Regions from separate parts of the Mus musculus genome. Here all the other regions are linked to region 1. The links are chromatin contacts, called in public HiChIP or PLAC-seq maps. All regions are on one chromosome and are shown on one strand. The core of a region is the stretch at or near the end of the contact, and the rest is flanking DNA. Distances in the headings are between cores, read along the strand shown.

Region 1 (3,335 bases), core at 377-2,876:
CACCACAAAAGATCTGAATTTAGGATGGGTCTTCCCCCCTCAAATGATTCAATTAAGAAAAACCCCTCCCAGGTGTGCCCAGCTGCCAGTTAGGTTTTAGTTAACTCTAGGCGTAGTCAAGTTAACAACCAGGAATAGTCCTCACACCTTTTTATTCAGTTTGGAGCCCAGCTCCTGGGACTGGGGGTGGGGGGTGGGGGGTGGGGGGTGGGGGTGGGGTGCTGCCCACGATTGAGACCTGGTGTTGTCTGTCCCTCCTTAACCCAAAGGAGATAGATAATCCTCTGGGTACATCCAGAGCTTTGTTTCCAAGGTGATCGGAGTTCTCCTCCGGTTGACAATCAGATTAACCACTGTCACGTGGGATGCAGGGAGTTTGTATTTCTGAGATTTCCGGGATCCTGGGGTCTCAGGCTCCCTGACAGTTATGAGAGGGAAGTCAGCCTGGGAAAGCCAAGTAAATGTCCCGTGCTGCCAAAGAGGGGTGTGCTTTAGTAGAGATAAGAGCAGCCAGGAACTGGGCCAGGGTGAGAGATGCCTGGCCCAGGTCTGTGAGTTTTCTTCCTATCATAGTGGAGGGAGGCAACACTTTTATCTTGGTCTTTGGAAACCATCCTTCCCTAGCAACTCTCTCTTCCCTATTTCTTCCCAAATCCTGGCCCTCTCTGATCCTTCTCCTCCTAAGGGGATCCCCACTGTGCCCATCCCACCCTTGGCTTGTAACTCTTTAGATACTGGGCACCCCATTCTCCATGACAAATCCCAAGGAGAGCCCAGGCACATCCTAGCTGAACAGCCAGCTTGGCTACACCCCTTCTGCCAGCGTCAATATTTCCTGCACTGAACTGAAACCGCTCGCCAGAAGGAGCGAGGCTCTGAGCCAGTACAAAGGGAGAAGGAAGAAACACCTCCCCCTCACACACACCCCCCTCCCAGCAGATTAGGTGCTGCCTGCGCCCCGGCCCTGATAGCTCCTATCTCTGCTGAGCCACGCAACCACCCTTCTGCTGGAGCCACAGGCCATTTGGTTTTCCCTCTGCCTACGCCTCAGTTCTCATGCTGCCTCTACCCCGCAGCGTCTCTAGAAACACGTTCATTTCGCTCCTAGTAAACCTCCCTGCCTGGTCCCATCCTTGTTCATCATCTACTGTTCCCAAATCAGCAACAATCAATTTTGTGCAACACAAACCTGGTCATGGCTGTTAGCCTAGCATCCTTCCCTGGGGCCTGCGCTCTTCCTCCGGGTGCCCATGCTGCCCGGATTCTTCCAGCCCGTGGCTCCCATGGAACTCTTTGGCTGGGCTTGCCTTGGGGGAAGGGTCACTGTGTATGAGGCTACTGTCCCACAAAGGCACCCACTACACCCAAAGCATCGACTCAAGGGATGCCCTAGTCCTGCGCCAGGATTCTGGCAGAGACTCAACATCTGACCGTACATGTTTGTGGGACTAATTGATTCTGGGCTTCCAGCACGGTGAGGCTGCACAAAAGGGGGCCGGTCGTGCCTGGCACTACGCGCAGGGTCCTGCTGTATTGCGGGCGGGGGAGCTCAGCTGCAGCACCGGGACCTCGGGGTCAGTAGGCAGGGGCGGGGAAGCCGGGGCCGCGCCCTCCTGGCCACTCCCCGGCCGGCGGTGGGTGGCGCGCACTCGCTTATGTCCTCCGCGCCACCACGGTCGCCCACCCCGCGGGCCCCCAAGATGAAGAAGGACGAGTCTTTCTTGGGCAAGTTGGGCGGCACACTGGCAAGGAAGAAGAAGACCAGGGAGGGTGAGTGTGCCCCTGCGTCCCTTTGGCGCCAGCCGGGTGCCAGCGGTGTCCCCCGTGTGTCCGCTCCCTGCCCGCCTCGGCGGCGCCAATGAGCCCTCCTGTCGCGCTCAGGCTACGCGACCTTTGGGACAGGCCGGTCCCTGTCCGTAAGACATTTGCAGTGCTGGCCCAGTGCATAGGACGTGCGTTCTGCTCTGGACACAGGCCTAGCAAGCTACTGTTCCTGTGCTCATCCTTGTCGTGTGACACTCTCGTCACAGTGATTGGACACATGCTGGTAGAGAGGACCGGCTACTGTTTGCGTGATGCCTGCAAGCATGGCTCCGTCCCTAAGCTGGGAGTCAATGAAAGGGCACAGGACACACAGGCCAGGAGCCTGGGGAAGCCTGGAACCAGTGCAAGGGCAGGGGGCGGGGGGGAGGGGCGGGGGGGGAGGTCATGCCCCCTGCGCAGGAAAGTAATTTTAAAACGACTTTTTACTTTCAAAACTTTTAAAAAACAAAACTGCAAGGGATGTAACTTCTCCGCCTCTGGCCAGAGCCCTAAGGTACCGCAGTTCCCTCCCCTCCCCTCGCAGAAACATTCCTGAATTTTCTATTGTTTTGTCCTGGAGGCTCTTGCCCTTGGGCTGAGATTCCGGCAGCTCACGAGGAATGGGAGGGGCTTTCTGAGAAAGGACAGGTAGAAAGAAGCTTCAGAGACAACACTTCCTGGGGACCCCCAAGTTAGGGTGTGCTGAGGGTCTCCTCCAGCCACTGGAGCCACACTGACTCCCAGAAAGCCTGGGCCTCCAGGGCAAGCCCTGCCTAAGAGGTGACTGATAATCACCCTGTGGGCCCAAAGGACCGGCGTGAGGTATTTACTCATAAAGGGACCTCCAGGTCCTAAATTATGGGCAGACTCATTCTGGCCTTTCAAGGTGTCTTGAAAGGCAGGGCATGTGGGGAAATGCTGAACTTCTTTGATAGAACCGGTGAAGACACTGTGGGTCCCACATTCTGCCCAGACTTGCCTTCCCAGGCCTTCAACCCCAGAATGCCCTTTACCAACCTAGATTGTCCAGGGGGCAGGCAGGCCTGGTCTTCTTCCTAGGGTTTATTGCTAATCAAATGGGCTCTTCCCCTCTCAAGTCTTCCATTCCAGACCCTTCAGGTTGGCCTGCATCTCCATCAGTATCCTAAATGAGACCGAAGTCCTTGTCTCCCTTGGTCACCCACTGTTGTCTTTGGTTTCTCAGTGCCGACGTTGCCATCCTGCCTAGAAATCTATTTTCTTTTCAGGAGTTAGGACAGTGGCAGACCTGAGTTCTTTCCATCACCTGTTTTGTTTTGTTAAATTTTGTTTTTGTTTCTTTGTTTTTATTTTTAGTTTTTTTGAGACAGGGTTTCTCTGTGTAGCCCTGGCTGTCCTGGAACTCACTCTGGAGACCAGGCTGGATTCAAATTCAGAAATCGGCCCGCCTCTGCCTCCCAAGTGCTAGGATTAAAGGTGTGCGCCACCACCGCCCGACAGTTTTTGTTTTTGAGCTGGCGTTTTGCTGTGTCTGGACTCAGCCCTGGGTTCAA
Region 2 (3,335 bases), core at 303-2,802, 190 kb after region 1:
CCCTGACCCCCAACACAGTAAAGGATGGTCAACTCCGTTCAAATAGAAGTGTGTACCGCTTTGACCCACCATGCCCCTAGCAGTACAGCCTCTGCTTCTGTGCCAGCAAATTCCTCTTGGAGACCTGATCTCGATGCTTTTTCACTACCTCCAAAGGATCCATCTCAGCACTGATGCTATTGCCAATATTATTGAACGAAACAATCCAGACATGACCCCACTCAACCTCTGCAGCAGGCCCCTCCAGGTAGGCACCCTATACCCATTTCTTAGATGGGAACTGTAAAAGCTCAGAGAGCAGTCAGGCCAGGAACCCAGGTTGCCTCAAGTCTTTGCAAAGCTCATTCTAGGATTACCTCCTTGCATGTGCTGTCTGGAGCATGCCCAGGGCAGGGGTGGGCAGTGGTCAGAGCAGTAGGGAGGTGGGTGGGGGGGTTGGTACTCACTTGTGCATGTAGCCCTCGGGGCCGGCCGTGAGGTTTGCCTGCATGACCGCCTGGAACTCCGTCTCGTTGCAGCAGTATTTGAAGACAGTGTTGTTATGGTGACAGCAGAGGACGAAGGTTTTGTTGTCCGAGAGCCGGGGGCAGTGGAAGCCAAAGTGGTAGCGGCCTTTGTGATCCGTGTAAGGCTCACAGACCCGGAAATGTGCGGACAGGACTGGAATACAGAGACACAAGGTTTGCTGGGGTCCCCTTGGCAGCTCACAGGTGCTGAGCAGGAGCGACTGGCAGCTCCAGGGTCCTACAGGCCCCTCCCTCCCCTAGGAATTCTTCAGGGTCCAGAAAGAGCCTCACTTCTGCCCCAAAGCCTCCTGGACCTCTGTGATCCCCAGCTCTTACACAATGGCCCTGATAGCTCAGGATGAATGATCCTTGGGGCTCCTTGAAGCTCACCTGTAGGTGGGTCATCGCCAGCATTTTAGCCTGTAGTGACTAGGGACCTATTCTGTGGTTGGGGGGGGGTCCTCACTAAATCCACATGATCACCCTAGCAGGCTTGTGATATCACTTTGAAGGTGGAGAAACTGAACCTGGGAGGTGTTCAGTTAAGGACCTGCCAGGAGCCAGTCAGTGGTGATGGCACCTGACTTAAAGCCAGCTCCTGCAAGCTCTCTCTCTCTCTCTCTCTCTCTCTGACACAGAGCAGGTTGGTTGTGAGTCAGGCTTTCCTGGGTGTCAGGCCACAAAGGAGCGCATGGCCTGGGTAGGCTCCACCTATATTGAAAGTAGTAACTCCATTATAGAAGCTGGTGTCCTAGACCTGAGCAAGGTCTCCTCTGGGCCACACATACAGTGAGACGGCTGTGCTGGCCGGAGATCCTCTCTCCTCTCTCCCTGGCCCACAGACGGAGGCCCCTATTCAGCCTCCTCTGACGCCGGCAAAGCAGGGATGAGCTGATAGCGAATTCGAACAAAGCAACAATGGAAAAGCAGAGCGGCTGTCTCGGGCTTAATTAGTATCTTCATAAAGGGCTCGCTGTATCTAATTTGTATCACTGAAAAGGGGCTTCTTGGCACAGGCAAATCGCAGGCACAAAGGCCCTGGCTTCTTAGAGCTCCCACAAGAAGCTCTGTCGGCTGAGAGGTTATTAGATTGCAGCCCACACAGCACCACCACAGGGGACCCCAGCAGGCCAGCTGGCGGGGGGGGGGGGGAACAGGGGACGGGAACACCCTGAGAGCTGGTGCTTAGGCTGGTTCCAAAGGCTCTTCCCTGAAGGACAGTTCCTCCTTCTGTGGACACAGTGGGGAGGTAGTGGCTCTCTAGCTTCCAGTGCACCCTTGATCTTGAGAAGAACCTATCCAGGGACACAGAGACCACTTGGTGTGGTGCCCTAGGGAGACGTACCACGGAGTCCCATCTACTCCTATCATACAGAAGAGATAAGGGAGGCTCAGAGTCTTGACCCACCAAGCATGCTAGTCAGAATGGAAGCCCTACATAGCTCAAAGCTCTAGGGTAGGGAACATGGAACATGTTCTATTCTGGTAAACCCATGCCCTGGGGCTTGGGCTGGGGAACCACTGCCGCAAAGCAACTGCACACCTCTGAGAGGCAGAGGACAGCAGTCACGTCCCATGACGCTTGCATGACTTGAAGCCCTACTGTGGCTCTGTGTACTCAGCATGGGCACCTAAGAACGATGGACACACCTCGAGTGCTATCAGAAAGACCAAGCCTGGCTCTGGGACTGGCCTCTTGCCTATGAAACACAGTCAATAGCAGGGGGCCATCAGGCCTTGGCAGAGGCAATTGTGGACATAGGGGTGAGACTGGCAGGTCCTTCCCAGGACCTAATTCACAACCCCATAGCTGTCCCTGGATGCTCTAGCCTTAGTCATGAGCCAGTGACCGGGAGACCCTGCTGCTTCTCCAGGGACAGAGGAGCCCTGAGCTGGGGACCCCTTTTTGGAGAAGGGTTAGAATCCCTGTGGTGGGGCTTCAAGGAGCTCCGAAAACCGGTGGGTGCAGGTTCACTGTCTCCAGCTCTTGGGAGTCCCAGCACTCCAGCACTTAGTGAACCCCAGCTCTGGTGGCCCAGACAGAGTCAGCTCTTTTTTCAGCTGTGTGACCACCACTCACGTGCCTCCTCTGAGTCCCCGTCCCCAGTGGTAATAAGAGATGACTGGGTCCTCACACCCAGAATAATGAGAACCTGGGCCCTCTACCACATGGGGAAGAGCTAGAAAGACACAGCATATAGCAGGGGGCTGCCTTCACATGGGAATGAGCTGGGGAGGTGAGGACCAGGGTCCCCATCACATGGGAAGAACCGGGGAGGTGATGGCCCTAGACTTTTGTCTCAGCATGGTCTTTACTCTGCTCTCCTGGGAGTCCTATTGCAATCTCCCTCCAAACTACATCTCAAGCAAAGGACAAGGGGAGGAAGTCACCAGTTCTGAGCAGTGGCTTGGTCACCGTGTGGGGAAGGGCAGAGAGGAGAGACAGAGCCACACACAACAGACAGAAAGAGACAGAGACATGTTGAGACATATGGAAGAGATATATGAAAAACAGAGGGAGCACATAAGAGAGATGCACAGAGATGGGAAAAATATACAAAGTAGCAGAAAGATACGGAGATGGAGGAGTGAGACAGACAGATAGTGCCACGAGAGCCTTTGTGAAGGGCCAGGCTCTGACTGGGTCCTGGCTGGCCATGCTGGGCTGTCTCTGGTCTTGGCTCAGCTCTAGTTTGGAGGCCTGGAGGATTTGGTTTCTGTGAGTCCAAGCTTGCATGCAGGGTCAGCCCAAGTACCAGGAGCTTGTGGCTGAGAACTAGAGGAGCAAACGTGAACTGCAGGCTCCTGGGAGCCCCACTGCCCCCCCCC
Region 3 (3,335 bases), core at 242-2,741, 150 kb before region 1:
GTTAGGGAGAGCTTGGTCTGGGTGCATCAAGTCCTGGGTCTCCCTTGGACAACCACACAGACATGTGTCTCGGGATGCCCACAGCCAGCTGTGTGCACAGTGGCAGCAGAGCTCCAAACCTGGCAAAGGAATGACACCACAGGAAGTGAACAGAAGAAACGATGAGAAACAAGGCCTAGGCTGAGGCCTGTGCTGTGTGAGCATCTGTGGCATGCGAGCATCTGCAGTCAGGACATGGGAAAACAGCAAGAGATGCCGGACGTGGGGCTGGAGAGGCAGCCCAGCAGTTAACAGCACTTGGTGCTCTTGCAGAGGACCCAAGTATGGTTTCCAACATAAACACAGTGGCTTACAACCATTCCTAACTCCAGATCCAATACCTTCTTCTGACCTCTTTGGGCACCAGCATGCACGCGCTACACATACATACATGCAGGCAAAAACAAAACAAAACAAAAAACTCATAAAATAAATCTGAGAGAAGGGGACCATGGGAGATGAGGGTGTTATCTTGGCAGCCAAATGAGGAGGGAAGGGTCATCAGAAGGCTGGGTTACAGGAACCCAGTAACCATTACCTGCTGTAGCAAAGTAGGGAATCACTGCAGACCATGACAGAGCAGCTTGGGAGTTGTGGGGCCAGGTAACGAGGGGCCTGAGACAGGAAGGGAAGGGTCTGCAGTGAAGTGAAGATAAGGGTAAGATGCTGAGAGGGAGCGAGGTCAAGGCCAGGTTTGCTCTTGGCCTGAGAGAAACCACTGGGAGATGGTAGCACACACCTTTAATCCCAGCTCTCAGGAGGTGGAAGCAGGCGGATCTCTGAATTTGAGGCCAGATTAGTCTACAGAGTTAGTTTCATGACAGCCAGGACTACACAGAGAAACTCCACCTCCAAAAACAGAGAGGGGGTGGAGAGAGAGAAAGAGGGGGGGAGGGAGGGAGGGAGGGAGGGAGGGAGGGAGGGAGGGAGCGAGCGAGCGAGCGAGCGAGAGAGAGAGAGAGAGAGAGAGAAAATATGCAGCTATCAAGGCACCCAAAATGCTCACACACCCAGTGCTCCCACAGCCATACCCAGCAGACCTGCACAGAGTAGGGCGTCACATCCACACAAATCAATAATGACCTCCTTCCCTGAGCACCAAGAAGAAACAGGGAGGGGACACCACAGGCTAACACACAAGGTCACAAGCATCCCAAAAGCTGACGCAGAAGGCAAAGGGACTCAACTACCCCAGCATACTGCCCTCACAGTCACCAAGGTGATGGTTTTGAGACAACAAATGAGAACGGCCAAGGTCCTGCACCTGTCGCTAAGGCAGTAAAGCCAAGAAACGGGCTTTTCCATGACATCACTGGACACCAGCCTGTCTCAAAAGATGCCCAACAGGGGCCATGAGCTGGATTAGGGACGTAAGACCACAAGCATCTCTGGGCACGGAAGGAATTGTGCAGATCCCTCCGTTGCCTCCACTTGGTGCTGGCACCACGGACAGCTCCAGGCCATGGACAGCGCCTCTCGGCAAGGACGACTCAGTAACCTACCCCCAACTACTCACCCGGTGCATGTCTTCATACTTAAGGAAAAGCACGTTGGCATCCATTCGATGTTCCCAGAATTCCTGAACATGCTCAAACCAGGAGCCGTAGCCCACTGTGGAAACAGACAAAAGGGCACAGCTGGGAAGGGAACTGTGTAGGTGTTCTTGCCCCTCCCACAGGATGCCCAGCTCCTGCCCAGCTGCTGGGAAGGAAACTACGGGGGTCTCCCGGAAGGAAGAAACCATTAAAGGCCCTCACCCCTCCTGCTCTTGTCAACGCTCTTCACCCCTACCCAGCCTATGTACTTCAGGATGCCCTGAAGACCTGACACAGCAGGAGGCGCTCTGAAGATAAGAGGACACAGTGCATACGCTAGTGCCAACGAGAGAAAACAATGCTCAGAGGAATCAGAACAAAAGAGGCAGGTGGAGTAGGCTGGGGGTGTGAAGCTCTGAGAGAGTTCCAGAACAAGGCCCCGCCCCATGACTTCTGAATGACCCCAGATACTGTCAGAGAAACCTGCGATTAAAGAGAGGTGGGAACCCTGGCTGTCACACAGACAATATGTGCCACAGCATGGCCTCACCTCGCCACGGCACCTCAGGTCTGGGCTAGGCATGTGGCAAGTATAAGAGGACTCGGTCCAGTCTGCAAGCTATGTCACAGCCTTCCTAGTGACAAGTTCCGCTGTGCTCCCATCTTTTTGGCTGAACTGTGCAGCCCTGTGATGGACTTCGTGCCATGCTGCCGTGGGGGATGGCAAATGGGGGGGAGGGGGCTCCATGAGATACTATAAAGAAGTGGTACCCGAACCCTTCTCAGGAGTAAGAAGATACAGAGGCATGGATGGGGCTCCATCCTCAGGGCCACCCGCAAGCTCCCTGGTAGAGGTGTACTAGGGCACCGTGGACCTGCACAGGTATAACCCAGTCAGACACAACCTAGCACACCCCACTCAGACACACCTGTTTGACCCCTGCAAACCCATCTTGGCAAATCTATTCATTTTACAGAGCTGAGTCTCAGGAAAGGACAGTGGCAGGCCAGGTCACAAGGGGACAACTGCCGTGGAAGCCTGGACTCTGGTCTGGATCTGTGCAGCTCAGTCCCAGCAGATGAGGTCCTGAGGCAGGAGGAAGGCAAGCAGCCTAAAAAAGACAGGGGAAAGCTCTCCCCACTCCCAGAGAAGGCACAGGACTTCCAGACAGCCTGGACCCCATTGGTGACATGACGCTTCACAAGAAAGGCCAACCAGGACCATGAACCAAGCAAAGCATGCTGACTGCTACCAGGGAGACCAGGAACACCCCACTGCCTCTGTACTTGGGGCCACGGAGGAAGGAGATACACACATGCTAATGGGACCTGAGTCTCCAGAGAAGGATCTCTGTCCCACCCTCTGCTTCTCTCCATACCTCACTATGTTAAGACCATGAAGCCACTTACCCAAGGCCTGCAGGATGTTATAACTCAACACAGACCCCACCTAAGGAAGAGGCCACCTCTGAAATACTTCCCATGCAGCACAGGTCAGTGTCTGTCCACAGACCACTGCCAACACAACATCTGTGAAGCGACCCTGTCCACAGACTGCCCACCATGGGCTTCTGCCATAGGAAGACTGCCCAGAGCGTGCACATATTATACCACTGGCCCTGCCCAAAGCTCCCACAGGCATGTCACTTCACCTGGACATCCCTTATCCCAGCTCTGGAGTCTCAGGCCACCAGCATTCTTATCCTCACAGTGCCTGCTCCATCCTCTGCTCTGTCCTATGCTGGGGACATCAAACCCAGG

What was found. HiChIP or PLAC-seq counts read pairs in DNA pulled down with a chosen protein or histone mark.
Region 2: an H3K27ac HiChIP or PLAC-seq map of stem cell-derived neural progenitor cells shows a contact between it and region 1, with 2.1 times the contacts expected there. The contact joins the enhancer-like site here to the promoter of Parvb in region 1. A contact is called at or near these places in 3 of 39 promoter capture datasets (cranial neural crest, hippocampal neurons and second pharyngeal arch cranial neural crest), 1 of 484 Hi-C or Micro-C datasets (nephron progenitors), 2 of 115 datasets of contacts at active chromatin or transcription factors (oligodendrocyte precursor cells and stem cell-derived neural progenitor cells) and 2 of 9 other capture datasets (adipose tissue and liver).
Region 3: an H3K4me3 HiChIP or PLAC-seq map of embryonic stem cells shows a contact between it and region 1, with 2.0 times the contacts expected there. The contact joins the enhancer-like site here to the promoter of Parvb in region 1. A contact is called at or near these places in 7 of 39 promoter capture datasets (3T3-L1-derived adipocytes, cranial neural crest, embryonic stem cells and 3 more), 2 of 484 Hi-C or Micro-C datasets (both in embryonic stem cells), 4 of 115 datasets of contacts at active chromatin or transcription factors (all in embryonic stem cells) and 1 of 9 other capture datasets (adipose tissue).

Annotation. Positions count from the first base shown.
Region 1 is chr15:84,230,417-84,233,751 of GRCm38.p6, forward strand. Parvb (parvin, beta) reads left to right here and starts at 1,627. Exons shown (of 13, transcript NM_133167.3): 1 at 1,627-1,770. The coding sequence starts at 1,656.
Region 2 is chr15:84,416,654-84,419,988 of GRCm38.p6, forward strand. It overlaps Shisal1 (shisa like 1), which reads right to left. Exons shown (of 5, transcript NM_001374162.1): 3 at 447-660. Among named protein-coding and RNA genes, the nearest start is that of Gm46527, 12 kb to the right of the region's middle. Within about 2 kb of position 1,553, at least 42 of the 459 cell types and tissues checked have an H3K27ac peak or open chromatin away from gene starts, as enhancers often do. A contact at or near this core is called in oligodendrocyte precursor cells and stem cell-derived neural progenitor cells, where this site is marked.
Region 3 is chr15:84,085,045-84,088,379 of GRCm38.p6, forward strand. Sult4a1 (sulfotransferase family 4A, member 1) reads right to left here. Exons shown (of 7, transcript NM_013873.3): 5 at 1,556-1,650. Among named protein-coding and RNA genes, the nearest start is that of Gm46526, 18 kb to the right of the region's middle. Within about 2 kb of position 1,492, at least 13 of the 459 cell types and tissues checked have an H3K27ac peak or open chromatin away from gene starts, as enhancers often do. A contact at or near this core is called in embryonic stem cells, where this site is marked.